Regions from separate parts of the Mus musculus genome. Here regions 1 and 3 are each linked to region 2. Evidence: chromatin contacts called from public ChIA-PET and Hi-C data. All regions are on one chromosome and are shown on one strand. The core of a region is the stretch at or near the end of the contact, and the rest is flanking DNA. Distances in the headings are between cores, read along the strand shown. Region 1 overlaps Gm5737 (predicted gene 5737). Region 2 overlaps Rexo5 (RNA exonuclease 5). Region 3 overlaps Mosmo (modulator of smoothened).

Evidence for each region. Hi-C and Micro-C count contacts between places; a contact is called where the count stands out from the background. ChIA-PET counts read pairs in DNA pulled down with a chosen protein or histone mark.
Region 1: a contact with region 2 is called in an RNA polymerase II ChIA-PET map of memory CD8 T cells, with 4 times the contacts expected there. The contact joins two enhancer-like sites. A contact is called at or near these places in 1 of 15 datasets of contacts at CTCF or cohesin (large pre-B cells), 10 of 484 Hi-C or Micro-C datasets (the AtT-20 cell line, CD4 T cells, CD8 T cells and 7 more) and 6 of 115 datasets of contacts at active chromatin or transcription factors (astrocytes, embryonic stem cells, large pre-B cells and 3 more).
Region 3: a Hi-C map of CD8 T cells shows a contact between it and region 2, with 2.9 times the contacts expected there. The contact joins two enhancer-like sites. A contact is called at or near these places in 7 of 39 promoter capture datasets (HPC-7-derived erythroid cells, cranial neural crest, embryonic stem cells and 4 more), 1 of 484 Hi-C or Micro-C datasets (CD8 T cells) and 1 of 115 datasets of contacts at active chromatin or transcription factors (memory CD8 T cells).

Annotation. Positions count from the first base shown.
Region 1 is chr7:120,828,954-120,832,584 of GRCm38.p6, forward strand. Gm5737 (predicted gene 5737) reads left to right here. Exons shown (of 12, transcript NM_001370881.1): 12 at 1,986-2,871. The coding sequence ends at 2,240. Among named protein-coding and RNA genes, the nearest start is that of n-TLtag1, 4.8 kb to the right of the region's middle. Within about 2 kb of position 2,363, at least 193 of the 459 cell types and tissues checked have an H3K27ac peak or open chromatin away from gene starts, as enhancers often do. A contact at or near this core is called in CD8 T cells, the G1E-ER4 cell line and memory CD8 T cells, where this site is marked.
Region 2 is chr7:119,834,714-119,838,729 of GRCm38.p6, forward strand. The region is part of intron 15 of Rexo5 (RNA exonuclease 5); the gene reads left to right. Among named protein-coding and RNA genes, the nearest start is that of Rexo5, 43 kb to the left of the region's middle. Within about 2 kb of position 1,493, at least 52 of the 459 cell types and tissues checked have an H3K27ac peak or open chromatin away from gene starts, as enhancers often do. A contact at or near this core is called in CD8 T cells, the G1E-ER4 cell line and memory CD8 T cells, where this site is marked.
Region 3 is chr7:120,698,308-120,701,847 of GRCm38.p6, forward strand. The region is part of intron 1 of Mosmo (modulator of smoothened); the gene reads left to right. Among named protein-coding and RNA genes, the nearest start is that of Gm51495, 8.2 kb to the left of the region's middle. Within about 2 kb of position 1,589, at least 36 of the 459 cell types and tissues checked have an H3K27ac peak or open chromatin away from gene starts, as enhancers often do. A contact at or near this core is called in CD8 T cells and memory CD8 T cells, where this site is marked.

The DNA.
Region 1 (3,631 bases), core at 1,113-3,612, 1.0 Mb after region 2:
TATAAAATAAATAAATCTAAGAGCTTCTTTTGGTTGTTTGTACAAAGAAGGTCTCTTAAGTAGACACTAAGAGTAAGACAGCAGATGTAATTTAGGGCCTCTCTCATTTGATTCTCCTTAGTGTTAAATTAGGAAGGGCAAAAGATTATGCTCTTCAGCTTATGATGAAAAACCGGAAGCTTGTCTAAGATCACGCCACATGGGGATTGGCTTCAGGATGCTAAGTTCAGGGCCCCTTACGCTGAAAGGAAGAGAGGGCATGGAGAATATTTCCGGGAAGCCACTGCCTACATCTTCCCCAGACTGATGGAGGCTAGTGACAGTCCTTTGGTGTCATGTGATAGTCACTACCACTGGAAACTATTACCCTGTGCTTGTTCAGAGGAGGAAATCAGAGACACCGTGAAGCTACCTACACAAGATCACTCACTTACAGGGCACTGGTGGAATTTGAACCCAGACCTAAAGCCTCACCACTGTCTTATAAAACACCAGAAACCAACAAGGTAAACAGCTGTCAGGAGTGCTGAGGAACTGTAGTCAGGCATTGACTTGGCTAATGCCTGACTTCCTCTTGTCTAAAGTGTGGGTTTGCGGGTTAACTCGTTGGTTCTAGGGCAAAGGATCTGGGGCAGTTTGGGGGCGACAGGTCAGTTGCCGTCTGCTGGCCAGTCTGTGAGACACCAATCAGCTCTTTAGCATTTAAAAACCTTTCATTCCTTAAGCACCTACTATGTGCCAGGCACTTCACTGAGCACTAGAGGTGAGAAAGACTTGGTGCTTACCCCAGGAAGTCCACAATCCAAAGAGGAAAATGTTCTAGAAACCAGGCAATCCAACTGGGTGATAAGAGCTACCCCGAGATATGAGGAGGAATTTTCCAGCATGCAGGAGAGCCACCTACGCCCTGAGGTCACAGTTAAACCGGACCTCTGTGAGCACTGTGCTAGGACCTGCTTGCCTACCTCACAGCTATGTCTCCCTGCAAGAGGAGCTTGGTTGACTTTAGAATATTTACTAACCTGCATTCCTCCAAGCCCTGAACGTAGTATCTGGGGCAAAACAGACAAGAATTGGTCTGTTTCCCTCACTGGGGTCTTCAGACCAGGGCTTAGCCCCAAAGCCCTGTCTGCACCATGAGAGAACCACATAACCAATGTCTAGCTGGAGAATAACAAGCCAGGCAGGAGAGCACCTCCAGACCCCAGCATGACCAAGAATATGGCCACTTTCTAAAGTGGATCTCCTATGTGACCCTAGGCAAGTCACTTAAGCTCTGTTCTTCAATTTCCAATTATGCAAAGAGAAAATCGTGCCATCACCGAGGACAGAAGTGTATAAAGGGCCCACAGCAAGTGCAGTGGGAGTTCTATCATCTATGGTTGTCATTTATCACCTTGGAAGCAGGTGGTCCTCAGCCAACCGGCAGCTGGGGATGTAGCTCAGACTTAAAGAGGAATCACTTGTTCGTAATTGAATCCCTCCCTTAGAGTCACTTAGTTAACCAGCTGAGAGGACAGGAAGGTTCTTCTGGAGGCCCCGCCCACTACAATTGGTCTGGAGCTGGCAACAGGAAGCCGACATCCTCCTTTGGAAATGTTTATCTGGAGAACCGCACCCCACTACAGGCTGTGGAAACCTTCAGTCTGCCCTGGTATTCAAGGATGCATCTAAGGGTCTCCAGGGGTCTAGAACGGCGCTAGGCTGGGAAAAGAAGGAGAAAAGAGGAACGAAACAGGGTGAGAATTTAGCAGAGCCTGAGGGTGAGATACCGAAAGGTCATCGAGGAGGCTGCGCCCTCCAAGAAAAAGATCTCAGAAAGGAAGCCTCCCCCTCAGGAAGGCATCAGGAACCAGACGCAGCAGCTGGTCTTTAAACCCCAGTGTGACGGAAAGGCAGTCTGCCCTTTCCTTATCCTTTTGGTCAACAAGGCACAGGATGCTCTCCCACTAGCCCAGCCCTCTGCTGCTCCGCCTCTCCCATAGGTGCTCAGCGTGGCCGTGACGCACACTTTCCAGATTGCCAAGGCCCGCACTCAACTTGGTTATGCGCCGGACAAGTTCAGCTTCGCCGACGCAGTGGAGCGATATGTGCAGGCCACGACCCCGCAGCCCCGCTGTTGCATCGTGCTGACGCTCCTGCGGCTGCTGCTCATGCTGCTGCTACTGTTCGCCCTGCTCGGCCTGGCCCTGTACTTCCTAGGGCTGCAGCCTTTGCAGGCGGTGGTGGAAAGGCTCTGAGCCCGACCACGACCACGACCACGACCTCGCCCACGTAGTAGCTCGCTATCTTTCTACCTGGCTTGACCTCCCGGTTTAGGCCCGCCCCTGCCTCTTGACTCCGCCCCGATTCCTGGCCACGCCTCTGCTTCGCTCTCTTGGCTTCTATTCGTCTGCACATTTGGGTTTCCCGGCTCTTGGCTCCTTGATCCTGTGTGTTACTCTTTTCCCGAGGCTAGGCGAGGCGGTTGATGAGGTCCCAGCCTCAGCCTGCTTCCCCTTCCCAGCCATTTCCAGTCCTACCCAGTCTAGCCCTCTCCTTCCTATTCTTCCAGATTCTTCCCTGATCTGACTTCACCCCTTTCTGCCTCCATCTCTACGCTGAAACCCCAGTGAGGTCGCTTCTGTTGGGATAAGCCTTAGCCCTGCCTTCACGGTTGGTCTAAATGCGTGAGTTCTGGTTGGTGGAGTCTGTGGAATTGGACCTGTCTTCTGCCTCCTTCAAGGACCTTCTCCCTGCCACGGCTTCTTTGAGTTTATCCTGACACCTATCTATGTGTTGACTAGCTGGGAAAGGATACCCAAGCCCAACTTAGTAACTTTTGGTTCTCATTTAACGAGTGGAACCGACTAAGCACAGTAAAACGTTTCAGGTCCAGAGGACGCAATGGAGAAAAAAAGTTTGTAAAAGAAATTTGAGGGCTGGAGAGATGGTTCAGCGGTTCAGCGGTTGAGAGCACTGACTACTCTTCCAAATATCCTGAGTTCAAATCCCAGCAACTACATGGTGGCTCACAACCATCTGCACAGCTAGAGTGTACTCATATATACATAAAATAAACAAATCTTTAAAAAAAAAGAAATTTGAATGTCTCATTTAAAAAGTACCAATATAACAGACAAAATAAGAGTTTGGCTGATCATATTTTATGTTTGTGTGTATTTGTATGTGGTATCAGAGGATGTCATTCCTGAAGCTGTCTTACCTTATTTTTCCAGACTGGTTTAGAGTTTAGAATTTGGAATGGGTAGGGTAGGCAAGAAGCCTTAGGGATCCACCTGCCTCTGACTTCTCAGCTCTGGGGTTACAAGTATATGCCACCTCACCCAGCATTTTATGCGGGCACTATAAATGGAAGTCAAGTCCCCATCCTTGTGTGACAGGCACTTTGCCCACTGAGCCACTTCCCAGCCTCCATATTTTAGTATCATTTGTATCTCTTGATGAGTAGTGCTCCTCACCATCATCTTTAAGACTTTGAGTCCACAGATCTGCTCTCAACAGAGACTGTACCTCCCTGCCATTGTGATGTGGACTGTGGATCCCAAAAATAACAGTGTGTAAGCAGATCCACGGGTATCTATCATCTGGTACGCACGTGGCGTTAACTGAATAAACACCACGGACCCTA
Region 2 (4,016 bases), core at 243-2,742:
TGTGACCTCACTACATTTCTAACCATTTTTTATTTTAGACAGAGGGGCTCATTGCACAGCCTATGTTGGTATAAAATATGCAATCCTCCTGAATAGTTGGAATTATAGGTGTACGCTACCACACACTCTACCCAACTTCAATTTTCTTTCTTTTTTCTTTTTTTTTAAAGAAAAAGTTATTTAGTATATTAAAGGTACTGTAGGCCTGCTTTTCTTATTTTATTTATTTATTTACTTATTTATTTTTTGGTTTTACGAGATAGGGTTTCTCTGTAGCCCTGGCTGTCCTGGAAGTCACTCAGTAGACCGGGCTGGCCTCGAACTCAGAAAGTTTCTCAGAACTCTGCCTCCCGAGTGCTGGGATTAAAGGTGTGTGCCACCACTGCCAGCACTTTTCTTATTCTAATTTCCCAGTCTCTTGGAGTAAATTTTGTATACTGTTTTTTTTTTTTTATTATTTATTTACTTTATATCCTGATCACAGCTTCCCTCTCCCTCTTCTCCCAGTCTCTCCTTCTCCCCCACCCCATGCTCTCTTCCCTTTCTCCTCAGAGAAGAGGTGGCCTCCTATAGATATCAGCTTGTCTTGGTGTATCAAGTTGTACTAGGACTAGGTGTATCTTCCTCTATTGAGGCTAGACAAGGCAGCCCAGTTAGGAGAAAGGGATCCAAAGGCAGGCAACAGAGTCAGAGAAGGCCCTGAGGAACTATGTCTATCCCATACATGTTCTCTGCTTAGTGGTTCAAGCTCAGTGAGTCCTTATGGGCCCAGGTTAGTTGATTCTGTAGGTTTTCCTGTGGTTTCTTGACCTCTCTGGCTCCTTTAATCCTTCCTCCCTCTCTTCCAAAGACTCCCCATGTTCTGCCCAATGCTTAGCTGTGGCTCTCTTCATCTCTTTCCATCAGCTGCTGGGTGAGGCCTCTCAGATGACAGTTACCCTAGATTCCTCTCTGCAAGTACAGCAGACTATCATTAACAGTGTCCGGGATTGGCTCTCTCCCATGGCATGGGTCTCAAGTTGGGCCAGTTATTGGTTGGTCATTCCATTGATCTCTGGCCAGTTATTGGTTGGCTGTTCCATTGATCTCTGCTCCCTGCACATATTATAGGCAGGAAAAATTACAGGTCAAAAGTTTTGTGGATAGGTTTGTGTTGCCATCCCTACTTTGGAAGTCTTGGAGATGACCTGTTCAGGGTCCATATCTCCTATTGCTAAGGAGTCTTAGCTGGGGTTACCCTCAGAGATTGCTGGGAGCTTCCGTTTTCCTAGCTTTCTAGCTTCTCTCAGAGGTGCCAATTCTCTCTCCCTCTTTCTTCTCAATACTTGATCCCTCCTGTTATCCTCCCTACCCCTTCTCGTACCCAGTTTTCTCCGTCAGTTGATCCCCAGTGTCTGTTTTATTTCCCCTTCTCAGTGAGATTCAAGCATCCGCCCTTGGGCCTCACTTGTTATTTAGCTTCTTTGGCTCTGTGGTTTGTAGCATGGTTTAGAAATGAGTACTTACTTTGAGTGAGTACATACTTTATCTTTCTATCTGGGTTACGTCACTCAGGAAGACCTCTTCTAGTTCTATTTCCCTGCAAATTTCATGATTTCATTGTTTTTAATAGCTGAGTAATATTTCATTGTGTAAATGTACCACATTTCTTTATTTTTTCTTTAGTTGAGGGATATCTATTGTTTCCAGTTTCTGGCTATTATGGTTAAAGCTACTATGAACACAGTTGAACAAGTGTCCTTGTGGTATGGTGGAGCATATTTTGAGTATATGCCTAGGAGTAGTGTAGCTGGGTCTTGAGGTAAAACTATTTCCTGTTTTCTAAGAAACCACCAAATTGATTTCCAGAGTGATTGTACAAGTTTGCTCTCCCACAAGCAATGGCTGAGTGTTCCTCTTGGTCTATTTCTTCACCAACATGAACTGTCACTTGAGTATTTGATCTTAGCCATACTGACAAGTGTAAGAATCTCAGAGTCCTTTTGATTTTCACTTCCTTGATATTGAACACTTCTTTAACTGTTTCCTAGCCATTAGAGTCCTCTGTAGAGAACTCTCTGTTTAGCTCTGTACCTCATTTTTTAACTGGATTATTTGGTTTGTTAATGTCTAATTCCTTGAGTTCTTTATATATTTGGATATCACCCTCTGTTAGATGTAGGGTTGGTGAAGATCTATTCCCATTCTGTAAGCTGCTCTTTGTCTTATGTCAGTGTCCTTTGCCTTGCAGAAGCTTTTCAGTTTCATGAGATCCCATTTTGGTGTTCTGTTCAGAAAAAATTTCCCCTATGCTCTTGCGCGCGCTCGACTGGCCAGGAAGAACGACGCTGCAACAGGATCCTTCTGCACACGTTTATTGGGAGAGCTTGATTGTAGAGGCGAAAAGACCTCGAGCCCAGAACTGGTGCTGCTTTTATAGGCCTAGGACAGGCGTTCTCTCTCATCTGATTGGTTAACTTGTCTCTCATCTGATTGGTTAACTTGTCTCTCATCTGATTGGTTAACTTGTCTCTCATCTGATTGGTTAACTTTTGTCAATTCTCAAAACCTCACCTTGGCAAAAGAACCTTTACTGGCTATGTATGTGTGGTGGCCAGCTGTAGCCAACTGCCACTCTGCAACTGCCACTCTGTAACTGCCACTCTGTAACTGCCACTCTAACTGCCACTCTGTAACGGCTTCCCACACTATGCCAATCCATTTCAGGCTCTTTTCCACTTTCTCTCCTATTAGATTTAGTATATCCGTTTTATCTTGAAGTCTTTGATCCACTTGGACTTTAATTTTGTGCAGAATGATAGATTTGGATCTATTTGCATTTTTCTACTTGCAGACCACCAGCTAGACGAGCAACATTTGTTGAAGATGCTTTCTTTTTTTTCCTGTTGTTTTGGCTTCTTTGTCAAAAATCAAGTGTCCATAGGTGTATGGGTTTATTTCTGGATCTTCGACTTGATTCCATTTATCAGCCTGTCTGGTTTTAATGCAGTTTTTATTACTACTAGTCTGTAGTACAATGTGAGATTAGGAATAGTGATACCTCCAGGAGTTCTTTTATTACATAGGATTGTGTTAGCTATCCTGGGGGGGGGGGTTGGTTTTTGTTTTTCCATATGAAGTTGAGTATTGTTCTTTCAAGGTCTGTACAGAATTATATTGGAATTTTGATGGGAATTGTGTTGCATCTGTAGATTGCTTTTGGAAGGATGGCCATTTTACTGTTAATCCTACCCACCTATGAGCATAAGAGATTTTTCTATGTTCTGATATCTTCTTCAGTTTCTTCAGAGACTTGAAGTTCTTGTCATACAGGTCTTTCACTTGCTTGCTTAGAGTTACACCAAGATATATTATTTGTTGCTATTATGAAGTATGGTGTTTTCCTAGTTTCATTTGCAGCCTGTTTATCTTTTGTATAAAGGAAGGCTACTAATTTTTTTTTAGTTAACTTTGTATCCAGACACTTTGCTGAAGGTGTGTATCAACTGTAGGGGTTCTCTGGTAGACTTTTTGGGATCACTTATGTATACTATCATATCATCTGTGAAAAGCAATACTTTGAGTACTTTCTTTCCAATTTGTATACACTCATTACTCTAGCTACAACTTCAAGTTCTATTGAATAGATACAGAGAGTGGGCAACCTTGTCTTGTTCCTTATTTTAGTAGAATTGCTTTAAGTTTCTCTCCACTAAATTTGATGTTGACTGTCAGGTTGTTTTATATTGCATTTATGATGTTTAGGTATAAACCCTGCATCCCTGATCTCTCCAAGACTTATTTTATCATGGAGGGGTACTAGATTTTGTCAAAGGCTTTCTCAACATCTAATGAACTGGTCATGTGGGGTTTTTCCCTGATGATTCATATGGTGGATTTCATTGATAGATTTTCATATGTTGAACCACCCTTGCATCCCTGGGATGAAGACTACTTGCTCATGGTGGATAATGTTTTTGATGTGTTCTTGGATTCTGTTTGCAAGTATTTTATTGACTATTTTTGCATCAATGTTC
Region 3 (3,540 bases), core at 339-2,838, 860 kb after region 2:
GAGGAGTGTTGTCTAGTGTAAGCAGATTCCCTGAGATACATTCATACCTTAAATGATTAGTGTGATGGTCTCCAGTTTGTATGTTCACAGCTGGACATCCACCATCAATCTAGATGTAACCAGTTATAGAGCATTGTCATTATCTCAAAAAGAAGCCCTTGTACCCTCACCCCACCTACCCCAGCCCTACTTCTAGGGAGCTATTTAATCTACTTTCTATTTCTCTTGTCCTGTCCTACATGGTTTGTATAAATGGAATCCTAATCTGTGGTCTTTTATCACTGGCATTTCTGCATAGCATTCAAGCAGTATCCATATGGTGGGTAGTGTGCATCAAAGTCCCATCCCTTTTGTCGCTACTCAGGGATACACTTTTCTCACTCTAACTGGCACCTGGTTGTTAATGGATATTTGGGTTGTTTCCACCATTTGTGGTCATCATAAACAATCCTGATATGAACATTCATATCCATACACATTTTCATGTAGACAGAGTTTTTATATGCATATATACCTAGTAGTGATGCTGAGTAGTGTGGAGGGTTTCTGGATCAGCTAGCTGTTCACTGTGGTTCCAATCACTCTTTTACTTGCCTGTAAGTAGTGTATGAAGCTGCCAGTTTCTTTTTTGTTTCCTATAGTTTGAGTATGAGTCGCATATGTTTAGACTTTGTTCTTCTCCATTTCTGTGGTAAGTTTTAAAGGCTTTTTAAAAGCTCTTTTGTTTGTTTGTTTTGAACTGTGTCTGTGTTTGTGCTCATGTGTGTGTGAGTGGCCAGAAGAGGGTGTTTGATTCTCAGAGCTGCAGTTAACAGAGCTGCCATTGAGAGCTGCATGACATGGAGGCTGCAAACTAAACTCTGATCCTCTGCAATAGCGGCCTTCCCTTAGCTGCTAGAGATTTAAGTAAAGCCTGAGGCCTGCTGTTCTCTGAGTTGCAGCTTGTAGGAGCCCTGTGATGAGACGGAAAGGTGTACAATGAATGCAAACCACTGTGGCCCTGGGATTAGGTCCAGTCTTAATGTCTGCATTCTGGGTTGTGGCCCTTTCAGGGGCTTCTTGGTTCTTTCTCCTCTGAGACAGGAAGCCAGAAGGATTGGATATTTGGTTAAGGTGAGAAAAGTACTTTCTTTTTTGAGATGTCTGCTTGGGTTCTGGTGAAATGGTTTCTTTTCAGCCACATTTTTTATTAAAGAACAGATGTTCTGGGCTTATTTCAAAACAGATAGTTTGCTCTTTTACCAGTTGTCTGCATGAGGCAGCCTCTTGATCATTATTGTGAGCTAGAAACCAATAAGGTTCCTAGAGACAACCTCCAGAAAGTGGCTCCTCCCACCCAGATCGCCTCTTAGAATTTCCAGCTCTCAGAGTTGTTCACAGGGAACCTGACATCCCTAATCAGCAGGAAGTAGTCTAAAGAGGTCTACATCCCTTTTGCCTCTATCTTTCTTTCTTACCTAGTGTTGGGGGGTTGGAAGGGTAGAAGTATAAAAACCCAATAAAATAGCCACATACACACAGACACACACACACACACACACACAGTGCGTCATCAGTGGTTTGCCCTGTAGCCCCAATTCTCTGATGACTCTAAGAACTGCTGACTTGGTTTGTTCAGCACGACGCGGCCTCACACGCCTGACAGAAGTGAGAACTTACTACTGAGTTGGTCAAGTTTACACCTGCATGTTTTGTTGTTGTGTTGTGGTTTGGAGGAGCTACTATTATAAAAACATTTATAACAGTCAGTATATTTACTTTCTTGAGTTATGGCATATTAAATTAATTACTAATATACAAGAATGTATTTTTGTATGTTGACCTTACTTCCTACAGAATTTATTACTTCTGGTAGTATTCTGAAGGATTTAATTTCCTTTCTTGACTGTTCTGGCTAGAACTTACAGTACAAACATCTTTTGTTTTACTCTTTATCTGAGAAGGAAAATGTTTAGTCTCTCTCCATTAAACATACTAGTGTGGGTTTATTTGGAGTGTTTGTTTGTTTGTTTGTTTGTGACAGGGTCTTGCCATGTAGCCCAGGTTGGCCTCAAGCTTTTGATTATCCTCCTGTCTCAGTCTTCCAAGTCCCTTTTGTTTTGGTTTGTTGTTGGGTTTTGTATAATGTTTATTTGATTGAACAGGCTCATTTCTCTACCAGACATAGTGATAACTGATAGGCTTTTTCTCTCTCTCAGCGACACAGACATAGGCCAGATTAGATCAGATTAAAAGTAGAGAAAGGTAGGTTTATTAGGGGCAGCTCTCAGATGGGTTCACTGGTCTCACAGGTGGAGCTCAGTGAAGTCACACATCCAGGCTAAAGCAAGGGTTTTTGTAGAGTTTAGGTGAGGTGTGATGAAGTTCCTACTAGGACCCGGGATTATGCCCATACATGATCAAAATCTGAGCTCCTGGGCGGGCACTCTTGGGTGGGTTACCGGAAACGGGGACATGTTAGCCCGGAGTTTTCTTCAAGCAGACAAGGGAGTTTTCACAGTGCTGGCCAGGTTGGGGAAAGGAGACGGGGATTTCCTAGCTGTACAGGGGATGAGCAGGGATTTCAGCCTGAGTAGCGTTTTTGTAAAAATCTATACTCTTAGGAACACTATTGACAGTGAATTTTGTTTACTTACTTTTTGAGATAGGGTATTCAGGCTATCCTGGAACTCACTAAATAGCCCAAGCTGGCACTTGGTAATCCTCCTGCCTCAGCGTCCACGTGCTAGAATTACAGGTGTGAGCTATCATGTCCAGTTGATACCTGATTCCACAGAGTCCATTCTGAGCTCCTCAATTACATTTGTACTCATTTCTGTTTATTATAAGGTTGTACATGGTTTCATCACCTTGTGTCTACAATCACATTAACAATAAGACACACTTGCATGCATCCATGAACGGTCCTGGCACATAGAAGGCATCCAGTGTGTGTATGTGTGTATGTGTGTGTGACTCGGTGTACATATGTGTGTAAAAGTGGATGAAATAAGGAAAGGAATAGGTAAGAAATTACTTGAATAATTTCAGGATTAGAATGTGGTGACTTGAACAGAAACCATTGCATCAGGAATGAGAAGAAGGAATAAATAAGGAAAATTAACAAACAAAATGATTTTGACAAGTTAGAGGAGACTGAGATAAGCAGTGAAAGTGGCTCCAGGGTTTCTAAACTGGATGACCAGGGCCTGTTATCGTCCTACTGTTGGAATAGCTGCCTTCATCTTTTATAGCTTTTATGGCCAAGACTTAGAATACAGTGATAGACACTAAATATTTGAATGAGTGATGAATGAGGGAATGAATGGATGAGAAAAGAATAAAGGAAATCAGGAGGCTACATCGTAGGTGAGTTGTGTGCTTAAAATCACAAAAGGACATTAAAGCGGAAGGAATGGAGTTGGGGTCCAGAAAGACGGAGGGCCCGGGCCTTGCAGGAGCTAAAAGTGGTGGTCTTAGAGATGGGACAACAGAAATGTCCAGAAAAGTACAGCATTAATCCCGGAAAGTTAGCCATCCTTCTAAACAATGAGGAAAGTG